Linked DNA regions of Mus musculus: all the other regions are linked to region 1. Evidence: chromatin contacts called from public HiChIP or PLAC-seq and promoter capture Hi-C data. All regions are on one chromosome and are shown on one strand. Each heading gives the region's core, a stretch centred on a gene start, on an enhancer-like site or on the middle of the called end of the contact. The rest is flanking DNA. Distances are from core to core; before and after follow the strand shown.

Region 1 (3,409 bases), core at 641-3,140:
TGTCCATGAACATGCTCAGGGATTTTCCTTTTTAGGGGACACTGCCACCACTAAAGGAATTTCTTGCCTGGCTAGCCTCCTGCCCAGCCCTCCTGGGGCAACCCTGGCTTGGCGGTGGCCACTCTGTTTGGAGGTGTCTGGCTTTGGCTTGTTCTCATTGCCAAATCAGTGGCTACCCAAGTCACTTCATGGACTTGAGGCTGAGAGAGAAGCTTTCTGCTGCCCTGGGCTGGGGCTGTTGATGACTACCTTGTCGTTTGGAATACAGTGAGCCTTAGGGGCTACGCTGGGCATAGGGATCTGGACTGAAGTTGCCCACAGTGACTCTTGGCTGAGCTGGAGTCATTTAGTATCCTCTTCCTAGGAGCCTAAGCTCTGGTAGGTGGACATTGGCCTGGCTAGCTCTAGGTACAGATCTATGACTGCTCTAAGGACCCCCCCCCCCACACACACACACAAAAACACATAGCACAATCAGCACTGGCTCCTGCATCCCCTCTCCAGTAACACTGTGAGCATCCTGGTCCCTGAAGCTCTGGAACTCTTGCCAGATGTGAGAAACCTGGATCCTATGACAAGCATGGTCCATAGCTAGTCACAGAGCACAAGGCAAATTAGAGGAGAGCAGGCCTCTGAATGAAAGGTCAACAGTAAAGATCCCTCGGGGTCCACAGGGCCAAGTCCATTTCATAAGAGCGTCTGTCTACGCCCATTGTCCGTTGAGGCATAGTGGGATTTTCTAAGCTGCCTTAGGGCGCCTTTATCTGAAAAGGGGAAGAAAGTCCTTGTTCTAGTGTTTACGCAGGCTTAATTGTCGTCATGGCTTCCTTCTGCATCGGTTGGATGAGCTGTAGTAGATACAGCAGTTCGACCATCTTCTCTCTGGCCACACGGTGGGAATATGTACTGCTGACAAGCCATGCCACATCGCTACTCGATGTGCGACCTACAGCTGCTCAGCTTAAGCCATTGAGCAACTGCTGTTAACACAGGCTAGCTTGCTTATTGTAAGTGAGTTGCACACGGGTAGCTACAGCCACAGAAGCTTTAGGCTTCTTGGTGACTTTCACCAGCAGCTTGAGACGTTCTGGGGCAGTCTGTCTTTGGTCTCTAGGCCTGGTGCCTAAATGCTATGTCCACAGTTGCCGCTATGTGGCTGCCTTATTTATTTGAAATGAGGGTGAAGTCATTCTCTTTGTTTGCATTTGAGCTTCGCAGATTCTATTTATTCTCTCTCACTGTCTGTCTGACAGTGAAACATTAACTTGGTCCAAAACCCAGAATGTGTCTTGGAGCAGCTCCCTGGATATTTTGGTACGTGGGGGACCCGGCAGAGGTTGCGTTTGTCGTCTCTCTCCACTCTTCTTTCTACTTAGTTCTTAGGCTTCCTCAGTAGTTTTGAGAGTATTTCCCTGACACTGCACTGCAGTAAACATCAGAATCTACTACCCAGTCCAAAGGAACACCAGAGGCCTGGAAGCTGGGAGGAGGTGGACCAAGGAGCAGCTTGAAATCCCCGAGCTGCTTTCCTTCGGCTGGCCAAGTGGGCCCTCAGACCCCTATGAGAAAGAGGTGTCTGGCTGGCTGAAACCCAGAGCCCCAAAGCCTTTTACAGCTAAGCTGGTAGATCTGGGGCTCCTCAGCACCCCAACACACACACACACACACACACACACACACACATTTGTCAAGTGGAGAAATGTGGGTCACATCTCGACCACATCTGTGGCAAAGTTCAGACAGGGCACCAATGTGGCCTCTGGCCCCAGACTCCTATCTCTGAACACAGAGCCCCTTGCAGCACCACCCAGAGACAGCCTGTGAGAGGAGGGAGGAGGGCGGAGAGAGGGAAGGGAGAGGGAAAGACAAAGAAAGGGGTGCGGCAGGGCAGCAGTTAGCCCGAGGGGGCGGAGAGTGAGCTCAACTTGGAGCAGGTCACAGCAGTCAGAACTAGTGAGAAGGTTGAGCAGAGAACCCCTGCAGCAGGAAAACCTCTTGCTTCCTTGTCTCAAGCCCCTTCTGGCACTTTCTGGGACCAGGCACTGAGGCAGAAGACAGGAAGAGCTGGGGCCTATCTGCTGGCCAGAGGCACTAACCTTGGGCACACATAGGATCTGGGAGCTCTGGGACCAATCCTCCAGCTGACAAGCCCAGCAGCCTGCCTCTGACGCTTTTGCCAGGTGAGTGGTTGTTCACATCTCAAGAGGGCCTGGGGCTCCTGGAACAGCAATCTGTAACACTCAGAGACTACCCTGGGGGCTGGGCATGACCTCAGCTTTGCTAATCTAGCCCCATGCACAGCTAGTCCATGAAGTGTACAAGCCAGGCGCACTTCACAGTGCAGGGGACACAATGTAGAGCGGCCAGGAGGTGTGTGACAGAGATAATTGTAAACCCATTGACCTTTTGTCCCTTGGACTACAGTCCTGGGGGCTGTAGTTCACAAGTTACACTGACATTCTTGCAGACAAGCAGTGAAACCGGCCACGTACCTGGTGCCCTTTTCACTGGGCGGCATCTGGGAAACTCTCGAAGGACATTCTGGGGACCAAACGGTGTGTTTGCAGGCATCTCACTCTGGGAGCTCGTTCTGTTCTCTCCTGGGGCTCCGTGGACAGGGGCCCTGGGACTAAAGGTGCCAACTCTTCTCTCCCTCTGCTGTAGGTGATGGAAAACGTGAGTCTTGCCCTGGGCAGAGCTCTTTGGGTCTTCCTCCTGGCCATGATAGGCTCCACCACGAGCCAGCCGCTGGGGGGAGAATCGGTTTGTACAGCCCGGCCTCTGGCTAGATACAGCATCACTTTCATTGGCAAGTGGAGCCAGACAGCATTTCCCAAGCAGTACCCCCTGTTCCGGCCCCCTGCACAGTGGTCCTCTCTGCTGGGTAAGGGCACCTTTCCTCCTTCTGCCTCATCCTGGAGGCTACAGGGCAGGAAGCAGTACCTGCTGGCTTCACAGCACACAGTACAAGTCACTGTCATCTGAGAAACATCCAACACAGGAAGCCCTTGCTAAATACCCACTGTCCCAGTGGCTGTTGGAGGGCACAGTAGCTGCGGGAAAGCTGGGGACACCAGTCACCCAGCCAGGCGTCTTAGCCACATAAGTGTGAAGGATGTTACGGTCTCTCTGTGTTCAAAGTGGATGTGGCTCCTTACCATTCAGTCAGGGAGCTGATATTTGGGGAGGGGGCGGGGGCAGGGGGAGAGGGACATGTGTCCCCTGGGGACAGCCCCGTGGGATTAAAGTCTATAGCCCTGCTGCTGTCCACCCCGCTGGATACTCATGCAGTCAGGCCTTTGCACAGGGGCAGCTCACAGCTCTGACTACAGCATGTGGCGGAAGAATGAGTATGTCAGCAATGGGCTGAGGGACTTTGCTGAGCGTGGTGAGGCCTGGGCACTGATGA
Region 2 (3,409 bases), core at 266-2,765, 410 kb before region 1:
CCTGTCCTCAGCATCACCAGTGTGGTTTATGTGGGACTATCAGACATTGGGTGAAATCCCACAGCTGGCTTGCAAGCCATTCTCTGCAATCTGATCTGTGGGAGAGTTTGAAATACTTTCTGGTTTTATGTGAATTCATCAACTCCCTGAAAATTACCCTAAAAGGGCACACACTGAAAGCCTTTAGGAATTACTCAAATACAGCTGAGCTGTGTGGCGTATGTAACTTAATCAGCTGCAGGGCTTGGGAAACACAAGGTGACCGTGGTGATTTGAGAAGGCCACCATTGGTCCAGATCTGCCCAGGGAGAGTGTGGTTGAGGACTGTTCTGGGCAGAGTTCCTCTTAGGCACAGGTGCCTGCCAGATGTCTCAGTCCTTATCTGGCTCCTGCCTGCTGTGATCCAGGTCGCAAGTCCCCTGTCCTCAAGAAACCTGGAGGAGGAAATGAAAGGTCTGTCGCAGGTGATGCAGCAGGTGAGGGCACTCATTCTAGTTGATCTTGGCCTCCCTTGGCTGGGCCTCTGAGCCTGTACAGAACTGGATTTACCAGACCCATAACGTGGTGGCCAGGGCCCAGACTTCTGGTGTGCCCCAGGAATACCCAGTGGCTTTCTAATGTCTTCCTTTTTAGGTCTTATTCCAGATGAGAACTATTCCATTTTCTACATCAAGTAGCTGTACCTAACCCTGCAACATTTTTTAAAATTACTTTTTGTTGTTTGGGAACAAGGTTGTCTAGGGATTACAGGCTTGTGAAATTGCAGCCTATTCCTAGCCAAGTCGGCAGGCGGTTTCATTTTGCTGCGCCTGGCCTCTAGCACCCTGAGAAGTGCTCCACCCCAGTCACACCCACCTGCAGAGCAGCTTTCCTTCACAGCACCGGTACCCAATGCACAAAAGTGCCTTCCAGTCACACGGTAGGTCCAGAAATGAGACTCCCAAAGGGAAGGGTCCTGCCCAAAGGCACATTACCAGCAAAGGACAGGAGAAGCTGGGCATTGGTGGCGCCTGTCTTTAATTCCAGGGCTCGGAAGACAGAGGCAGAAGGATCTCTAGGAGTTCGAAGCCATCCTTGTCTACAGTCCGAGCTTCATACTGAGATTTTGCTATAAAAGAAAGAAAGAAAAAGAAAAAAGGCAGGGAGATGAAGGTGGTCACATCGGACTTTGGAATCCGGGAGCCTATAGGTACCACTACCGGCCTTCGATGCCCCGCGGACACCCGAAGGTTAACGTCACACCCGGCGCGGGCCAGCTCGCACAGGGGGGCGGGGCCAGCAGCGGCGCACGGTACCCGTAGGAGGGAAGTGAGAGGAAACGGGGGCGGGGCGTCACGAGGCCACACCCACAACACGCCGGGCAGTGACGTCGCCCGCCTAGCGGTGCGGCTGAGGGTTGATTGCTTGCGGCGGCTTCCGCGGGCGGGTGCGCGAGCGGACGGCTGACGGCTCGGGGCGGTGGTAGCGGCGCGGCGACCAATGAGGGCGTCCGGAGGGGGCGGGGCGTCGGCTGCGGTTTTGTTCCGCGGTGACTGAGGCTCACCGTCCCCATGCGCGGAGCGCGGCCTGCGCGGCCGGCGCCCTGCCCCAGCTACGGAGCTCGGTGCTCACTCGCCTCGCGGAGAGTGCTCTGCGCCGTCGTTCGCCTGCTCATCGCTAAGAGCTCCAGCCACCGCAACGCCGTGTCCTTGCGCTGCGATCCCGGAGTCTCCGTACGTCGGCCGGCGCCGCGCAGCCGCACGTCGAGAGCCGGGTGCATCGGCACAGCGCGCGGAACACCCTCTAGGGCCAGCCGGCGTCTCAGCACCTTAAGGTCCCCGCGCGCCCCGGGCCCAGCACTGTCCTCGTGTCCCGTGTCCCCGACATCCTAAGGTCCTCGGGGACCCAGCATCTGAAAGAACCCTGGGCCCCAGCTCCCTAGAGTCCCCTGGGCCCCAGCTCCCCGAACTCGTGGCGAGTCCGGGGACCCCTCCAATTAGGCCAGGCCCCAAGCATTCTGTTGTGCGCGCTCCTGCACGCCAGGCGGTAAGGCCTGCCCGCTGCGCCTGGGGCGCGCTGCCACTTGTTGAATCACTTTTCATGTCGACTTTGAGACCTGTTGTCGCCATGCTGAGTCCGTGGGCCCGTGAACCCGCTGTTGTTGAGACTCAGTGATTGTTATTTTGTATTCAGGAAGCAGGAAGTTTGACGAGATATGATGGTCCCTTAAGGGAATCCCAAGAGCAGATCCTCCCCAACGACCTGTGGAAGGTGACTTGGAAGTCTATTCCGAAGCCACTTTCCTGCGTAGACTGAGGGTGTGTAAGTCCCTTTAAGACTTCCTGTGTGGAGGATGGGATGTGCGATGTTCACAATGTATTTTACCGCTCCGAATGCTATTGCCTTTGTACATTAGTCTTAATTACAGATCTGTGATCTATCACTCCAAATTAAAATCACTTTAATTTTTTGCACTTCAAGGTATTTAATCATTAGATATATCTTTAAGTATGAATCTAAGCTTATTCTAACCCTCCAGCCCCACTACTTAAGTTTATAATGATGTTTCAGCTCTGAGAATTTTGAAGATGGACTAGTTTGACTTGAAAGGTGTACTTTAGTTTTTACATTAAGAAATTTGACTTGTGCTCACTGATGCTGCTGCTTCAAATACATATTTGGTCATCTTAGGAAAGTGGGTCTTGGAAGGGAAGTTCAGCATCTCAGAACAAGGTAGGACCGAGGATAGTTTTTCCAAATTCTGAATATTACGCCAAGGTGGAAATTGAAATTGATTAGGAAGAGTAGATGGACTTTGCTGTTTTGGTTAGTGGTTGGTCGTTCTTTCTGATGACTCCTCTGGCACCTGTTCTCCTCTTTACGTCTCTTTGTTTAGTGAGCATAGCAAGCCCGGTCCCTTCTCATGGCCTGATAAATGATTCTGCTTGCTGTCCCTGGAGCTTAGATCTTGGTTCTGGAACTTTTTCCTCTGGTGTGTGAGCTTGTGGCTTGGACTGGAGCCATACCAAGTCACATGGCCTTTCAGATCTTCCCCTAGGTTGGATTTGGCAACCGTAAAAGAGAGAATTTTAGTTGCTACTCTTGAGACAGAAGATGCTGAACAATCCTTTTTTTTTTTTTCCTTTTTAAATTAAAACACTTGTTTCATGGGTGTGGGTGACTGTTTTGCCTGATTGTGTGTCTTCATCACGTGCATGCTTGGTGTCCTTGGAGGAGGGAAGAGAGTGGTGGTCCCATAGGACTGGAGTTACAGGAGTTTATGAGCCATCATGTAGTTCCGAGGGATCTAATACAGTCCTCCGCAAGAGTAGCCAGTGCTCTTAACCAGTGAGCTAACCCTGTAGCCCAAACAATCTTCTTTTCCCTTTCTTTTTCTTTTTCTTTTTCTTTTTCTTTTTCTTTTTCTTTT
Region 3 (3,409 bases), core at 247-2,746, 350 kb after region 1:
TCAAAAACCAAACCAAACCAGCTCACTTTGTCAGTAATTCTGATTTCTGAAGTAAAGAACATTAAAAAAAAAAAAAAAAAAAAAAAACCAGGAGGAAGGACTTGGATGCAGTCCATAGAGTCCTTTTCTAGTAAACTTGTGGCCAAGCACTCACTACACAGAAGAAAAACAAAAACAAAACAAACAAAAGCAGGAGGAAAATTAACTCAGGTGTGGTAGAGTATTTCCAGATACACAGGCAGGAGGATAATGGGTTCAAAGCCAGCTTGGGCTACACAATGAGTTCTAAATGAGCCTTGGAAACATGGTAAAACCTGGATTCAAAATACAACCCAACAAACTCTGAATGTGAAGAATGCTTTTCAAAAAGATCCTGTGCTCTCATTTCCAACCATCCCTGATCTCTGATACTGCTCCACTCTTACCTGTCCAGTCTCCCTTGTGATATGGGTAATTTTTAAGGCACATCATAACTTCAGCCAACTTACACAATCCCCAAATATCAATCAATACTGACCACTGCCCCCAAAGCCCTTCTTGTGGATGACAAGTTTGTAGACCTTTGTGGTTCTCATTTTGTCTTGTGATTTCTTCAGCTGTTCCAATCTTGGAGCAGGGAAGTCATCTTGCTTTCCTGCTACTGAAACACAAATAAAAACATCGAGGATGTCAGGCTTCCTAAATTTGCTCTTTAATTTTAGACCTTGAAGGTACTGGTGGTTGTTCGGCTGAAAGGCGTGCCAACCCTTGCATTATATCGCTCCTCCAATTACCAAGAGAGACAAACAAATAGAAGTGTGCTTTAAAAATTAAAGGGAACTTGGGCTCAGATCTCGTCCATCCTCTAAAGCTATTTTCTCTACCGCATACCTAAAAGGGAGGCTTGTGGTGAGAGGGGCACTACCTTGTTTTTGTCTGCATCAGGAACACCAAAATAGTACAGGGATATTCGAAGAGGTTAGTCCATCACATAAGTAGAGGAACGTCAAAACAAGGGATTCGCCCAAGGTCACTCGAACTGTTATGCACTCCCATGACTCGCGGTCCACTAACAATGTCCTGGGGAAAAGAGAACTGAGGAAGGCTGCGGTTTCCTTGCCGACCCCTCTACTGGTACCAACTCTCAGCGGACCGTCCTGCCTCCATTTCACCGCTGCGGTCCGGGAAGCTTGGTGAGAGAAAGACTGGTCCAAGGTCACACGGGGAACTGCAAGAAGAGTCGGGCCTCGAACCTGGCTCAGGGACCCTTCCTTCAAGCCCCTCAAGTCTCAGCCCGAGGTTGGCGCTCGACTCCCCCCCCCAACCCCCCCACTTCCAGAGCCCCTGCGCGCCTCAGGCCCGGCCCGAGGCCAGATTCCGGACAGATCTCCCCAGGACCTCCTCAGGATATCCCACCTGAGCCCCCACAGTTCGCGCAGCTTCCGCACCAGGGCTCTAGGAACCAGACAGACAGCACCACCGAAGAGCGCTCACCTGAGCCCGCGCCGCTCCCGAGGCTCCGCCCCGAGTCCCCGCCCCTCGCCAGTCCCTGCTCAGCCGGCTTGGCCGCTCTAGCCCAGCCTCCGCCTCGTCTCGGTGGCCGCGCCACTTCCTCCTCCGGGGCTGCGGGGAGGTGGGGGGGGCGGGGCGGGGGGGAGGCTGGGGGCGTGGCGTTGAGTCCGACTTCAAACCGAGTTCCCGTTGGCGTTTCCCGCCACCGTCTACAGGGCTGCCCGCTTTGCATGGAAAATTTGAAAATAGAGCCACAGCCAAGACCTTCGTTTCAGAAGAGCGAAGTGATTTCGTAATAGGAGAAACTCGAGAGAGTCGACTCTTACCTCGCGGAGCTGTTTCCATGTGTTTGACGAAGTTAATAACTAAACCTGGTCCAGAGGGCTATTGAGAAGTGCAAAAGTCTCTGCGGGTGGTGGCTCCCCCTCCTAATCCAGGTTCTGTAGAGACAAGAGTGCTGAACATTCCCTAGAGTTCTTGGGCTATGTAGCAAGAAAACGGGGGTGTGTATAATTCATGAGCGAGTTACTAACTTATTGAAAACTGTTAAATATAATTAAGAAGTACAAGTTAATGATAAGTACAAATGTAACATGTACAGAGACAAGCTTGGAAGGAGAAACCAATTTACATTACCCATTATATACTCTTTTGTTGTCAAAATTAAACCTAATGTACATAAGTCAAAACAAGTGTACAGTAAACTTAAAGTTTGTTTGATTAAAAAAAATATTCAAAACATTGAATGCCCGAGTACAATGGGTTAAATCTACAATAGGCTCGCATGGCAGAAGGCCCAGTAGTTTCCTTAGATGGGGCATAAATCATCCAACCAGAGTAAATTGCGTGGTGGCACACGCCTTTAATCCCAGCACTCAGGAGGCAGAGGCAGGCGGATTTCTGAGTTCGAGGACAGCCTGGTCTACAAAGTGAGTTCCAGAACAGCCAGGGCTACACAGAGAAACCCTATCTCAGAAAACCAAAAAAAAAAAAAAAAAAAAAAAAAACCAAAAAAACAAAAACAAAACAAAACTGTAAGTTGTGTGTTAGCCTCATTACAGAGTAAGGATTCATGGGAAGAAGAACCTGCTAGAAGGCCTGACCTGTTCCCACCTTGTAGGCCAAAACAAACAAACAAAGCCAAAAACCTCCTTATCTAAAGATGAATTATTCCTCATGTCTCAAAAAATGGAGGTGGGAAAGGTAGATTCTCTTGTCCATTGGAGGATCTCAGAGTCTGCACCACATCCTAAATGACTTAAAGAGCAGAGACAAATAGCAAGATGCTATCTATACACAGGGGAATCTGTCCTGTGAGTGCTATGAGACCCACTTGCTAGTTCAGTCAGCTACACCCTCCACCCTGTTAGCAAAAGCAACTTTCAGGAAACACACCCTAACCGTGTTCCTTCAATAAAGGAGGATGCCAGACGTTCTGGGATCAAACTCAGAGCTTCGCAAAGTTCTTTAGACTAGCCAAGCCATGTCTTTGACAGTTGTTTTTACATCTGTAGAGTCAGCAAATTATTCTATTAAGTGATATCTGAAGTCCTCAGATTCTTCAGGAAGGCGTGACTTAGATGAAGATTTTCTCCAACTGGGGCTCACCTGTGGCACTTTGATAAAATAGTCTCTACCCAGATGGAGAACTTCAGGGCCAGGGCCTGCACCTCGATGCCTACAGGGAGTACACAGGCCTTGGCAGGGAGTTTTGAGGATGTTTTCTAATAATAAATTCCAAAAGCCAACAGTTCCTTTTGTTTGGTTATCTGTCTTTACAAATTATGCTTCCAAACCAATCTATTTTTAAATAAAATGACATTAACAAATATGCTCAGTGCTGTTGGTATGTAGTGGACTACGGAGCTGCCCATTGACAGAAGGAGGAGAGCTTGCTTTAGCCTTTTAATACACGTGA
Region 4 (3,409 bases), core at 604-3,103, 280 kb before region 1:
ACGGATGGTGAATTTGACCCAGTTATGGGCAGCAGATGCCAAGTGTATGTTCTTTGATGCTTTTCTATCAAAAAGTAGTGTCGTATGGTCTTAGTGACAAATTTCAAACTAGAGAAGGCCAAGAGGGGTGGGTCTCTGAGAGGGTGTGGCCAAAGGGAAGGAGGATAACATTACCTGTGCAGCCTCTGCACAGTGACCCTCACCTCTATCATGGTCCCTACTGTGGCTCTCCCTCTCTCCTAGCTCCAGCCCTCTGTGGTCCCCTCCACCATGTTGGAGAAAGCTCAGCCCAAATGGGTCCCGCTGAGGTCTGAAAAGTGACCCACTCGGCTATGATGCCAGCCCTATGATTCGAAGAGGAGGCTGCCATTCATAGAGCCCTGCCCTAGGGTCAGACTAAGGGGTTTGGCTGTCAGTCATCCTGGTTTGATGTAGATAGGTATACAGTGTTTGCTATGCTGTAGCAGATAATAGATGGACAGTCTGCCCCTTAAACTTTGGGAACCTTGAGGAAGATATAACCAGCTCTCCCCATTGGCCTCTTGGCAGCCTCATGTGTACAGAGGGGACAGGAGGAACTGGGCCACCTGCTCGTGGAGGAGGCCTCTCACCTCAGCTAGTCATCTCCAATTCTACTGCCAATCCCATAATCCTCCAGGGTACCCTCAGCCATTTCACCTCCAGGAGACTCTCTTGCCACCCCTTCTGCTCCAGTTTCTGTGTGTCTGGTGGCTATGGCCTCAAACCCTGGGGGTTGATTGCACTGAAGAAGGACCAGTGAGCCCCCTGGGGCAGTTGGAGCATTCAACTTTGGGTCTAGGCCATAGTGGGGTAGAGCACAGAGCCTGGCTTTGCCAAAGATTCTTGGATGTACCCAAGCTAACAAGCCTGCTCCATGAGTGTCTGCGTGAATATAAAGTTAATCAAACCAGAGACTTGGCTGGCCTCCGGCGACCAAATAATGTCCTCCCAAAGATGTTTCCCACCCAGACACGCTGCCTCTCTGTCAGCTGGGGGACACAGGAGGCAGGCCCCTGTGCAAACCAGGGCACTTGTGACGCTAGCACAGGGCCATAGATCTGGGTGATGGCTCCTTCTAACATGCCTGCAGATAGATACCTGGCCCTGAGCTCTCAAGTCCCTGGTCTGCCTTGCACCATGCTGCCCTGAAGCAGGCCAGAGCCAGGGTGTGGGTTTGGAATGCTTCCTGCTGGGTTCCCTTGGGGACATTAGGTCCAGCATCTGGAAACAGGCAGCCCACAGTAGGGGCTTTGTGTGGCCTCCGTCCTCAGAAAAGCAAGTCCTGAGACTGGTGCTCAACCCAGGTTAACTTCTAATTTAAACTCTAACCAAAACCCGATGGACTTTTGACATACAAATATTAAAAATTAAATTTCCCGAGTTCATTATCTGATAATTAGAACTAAATAACATCTTAACTGAGAGGCCGGCCCCACGCAGGTCCAGTCAGTTCCACTTAAGATTCCATTAGACCAGTGTCGGTGCAGTAAGTAATGGACCATAAAATTTAATTTGGAAATGATCTTGCGCTGTGATGGAGCGATAGCGCTCACAAAGGAGGCGGGCGGCCGTGGCTGCGGGCTCTGCGGCAAGACGGCAAATTCAAAAGGAGCTGAAGCTATTGCCCCAGAGAACATGTGTTCCGGCTTTCTTCTCCTTTCTCGGGCCCTACAGTATTTAAAAGTCAGAATTGACCAGTGTAGCTCCGTGTAATTACAAAGATCCCCTTATCAGAGTCTCTTTGCTGGCGCCTGGAAGAAAAGGCCTGATCCATGGGCTGTCTTGGCTTCATTTACATGCATGGTAACCCGGTGGCCTCTCGTAATCACTTAGGACTCTGAAGCACTTGGGCGGTTCTTTCTGTCCTGTCTCGAGCCACCCACCTGCCGCAGCCACTGGTGTGTATGTGAGGGGGGATGGGGGCAATCTGGGATGCCTGCAGCAGCCTCTGAGGCTGGGAGAGAGTAAGTCTCCCCAAGCTGCCCTGGCTTTACTTAGGTCTTCTAGTTTCACCCCTCACTTACAGGGGGATGACTTGAGGATGTGTGTGAGCTTCTGAGGACAAGGCAGCAATGTGGCCCTTGCTTCTGGCCACGGTTCTCTGTGTTGCCGGAAACCCTTTAGGAGCTGGTTTAAGGACCCTGTAGCAAAAGGTCCTAGCCTCAGTCCTGCTCCAATTACGGGGGAAGATGTCTCACTAGAGACCCAGCAGCTTGATCTCCGGGTACCATATGGAGCAGGCTGGTTCCGCTAGCCCTGGTCCCAGCCCAGAGACCCTTGAGTAGTGGCCTTGGTGATTCTCTAAGTGGCCAAGCTTCAAGTCCCCTCAGCACAAACGGGAGGTGCCAGCTCACTGGGAGACCTGCTACTGTTTGCCAAAGCCCCTCCTCCTTCCGGGGGCGGGGCATCAGGGAAGATGGTTGCTGCCCTGACCATCACAAGGTCTGTGTGGAGGTGGGCTGCCTTCCGGAGAGCGCCACCTCACAGCCAGTGCCCTTCCAGCTACTCTGGCTGCCTGCTTGGCAGACTGGACTCTGCTGAAACCCCCTCCTGGAAACAATCCCTGAGGTGGTGGCCCACCTTTAAACCTGGGAAGAGCTCCATGCTGGTCTCGGAGGCCTATCCCTACTGTGCACACTTCCAGTGGCTCACCTGGCCTCCTCGGATCTAGACCAGGGCACATATTAGAGACATTCCCCACCCTGCACCTAACATTGACCCCTGAGATCAGGAATGACCACAAATGCGTGTGGCAGCAAGGACTGATCTGCTGCAGTATACGTAGTGGAGGGGCTTACAGCCTGAGAGCCCTAGAAAGGGGCGGGTGTGTGTGTGGCTGAGTGAGGGGCTTCTGCTTCGCTCCCACCGGTCCTCCCACCTCTGGGCTCAACAGAAGCCCCCACTCTCCCACCCTCTGGGCTCCAGGAAGCGTCTAAAATTAATTCCTGTTCCCCGGCGCTAGTGACCCCCGATGTACTCGGCCTCCACGGTGCTCGTGAGCAGCCGGCTCGGCGTCTTATCTCCAGAGCAGCCTCATTTGTTACTTCTCGCTGAATACACCCACTCCCATTATTTCTGTAATTCTTGGCAATAACAGCCCTTCCCCTAATGAAACCTGCATTATTGGAAGGTTGCTGTTCTGACCCGGCGGGGATTAGCCGTGTACTCTGTTATTGCTACATATGTAATTGTATAATTGATTTTAAAATTTACTTTTGTGTCCCCACATCATAAAGTAAGCAGCCCATTAGTGAGAGAAATATAATTAATATATCTCTGTGGGCTCCCACCCCAGAAGAGGCCAGTGGGCTGTGGGTACAAGATTGTGGGGCAGCAATGCATACACGGGCCACCTAGAGCTGTGTTTTACCCTGCCTGCCCCTCAAGC

What was found. Promoter capture Hi-C pulls out the DNA fragments that hold promoters and counts their contacts. HiChIP or PLAC-seq counts read pairs in DNA pulled down with a chosen protein or histone mark.
Region 2: a CTCF HiChIP or PLAC-seq map of the NIH/3T3 cell line shows a contact between it and region 1, with 6 read pairs. The contact joins the promoter of Fam53a here to the promoter of Spon2 in region 1. A contact is called at or near these places in 3 of 39 promoter capture datasets (3T3-L1-derived adipocytes, embryonic stem cells and stem cell-derived epiblast-like cells), 1 of 15 datasets of contacts at CTCF or cohesin (the NIH/3T3 cell line), 3 of 115 datasets of contacts at active chromatin or transcription factors (T-cell acute lymphoblastic leukemia, acute myeloid leukemia and embryonic stem cells) and 1 of 9 other capture datasets (embryonic stem cells).
Region 3: a promoter capture Hi-C map of liver shows a contact between it and region 1, with 2.8 times the contacts expected there. The contact joins the promoter of Depdc5 here to the promoter of Spon2 in region 1. A contact is called at or near these places in 4 of 39 promoter capture datasets (hippocampal neurons, liver and stem cell-derived epiblast-like cells) and 1 of 9 other capture datasets (pancreatic islet).
Region 4: an H3K27ac HiChIP or PLAC-seq map of embryonic stem cells shows a contact between it and region 1, with 5 read pairs. The contact joins the enhancer-like site here to the promoter of Spon2 in region 1. A contact is called at or near these places in 2 of 39 promoter capture datasets (pre-B cells and trophoblast stem cells), 1 of 15 datasets of contacts at CTCF or cohesin (pro-B cells), 3 of 484 Hi-C or Micro-C datasets (Th1 cells, macrophages and nephron progenitors), 2 of 115 datasets of contacts at active chromatin or transcription factors (bone marrow-derived macrophages and embryonic stem cells) and 2 of 9 other capture datasets (adipose tissue and liver).

What each region holds. Positions count from the first base shown.
Region 1 is chr5:33,216,719-33,220,127 of GRCm38.p6, reverse strand. Spon2 (spondin 2, extracellular matrix protein) reads left to right here and starts at 1,890. Exons shown (of 6, transcript NM_133903.3): 1 at 1,890-2,180; 2 at 2,665-2,884; 3 at 3,308-3,409. The coding sequence starts at 2,668.
Region 2 is chr5:33,627,741-33,631,149 of GRCm38.p6, reverse strand. Fam53a (family with sequence similarity 53, member A) reads left to right here and starts at 1,515. Exons shown (of 6, transcript NM_178390.3): 1 at 1,515-1,813; 2 at 2,173-2,297. It also overlaps Gm9903.
Region 3 is chr5:32,861,808-32,865,216 of GRCm38.p6, reverse strand. Depdc5 (DEP domain containing 5) reads right to left here and starts at 1,496. Exons shown (of 43, transcript NM_001170567.1): 1 at 1,396-1,496; 2 at 518-640. The coding sequence starts at 575.
Region 4 is chr5:33,500,410-33,503,818 of GRCm38.p6, reverse strand. No RefSeq gene overlaps it. Among named protein-coding and RNA genes, the nearest start is that of Nkx1-1, 68 kb to the right of the region's middle. Within about 2 kb of position 1,853, at least 13 of the 459 cell types and tissues checked have an H3K27ac peak or open chromatin away from gene starts, as enhancers often do. A contact at or near this core is called in embryonic stem cells, where this site is marked.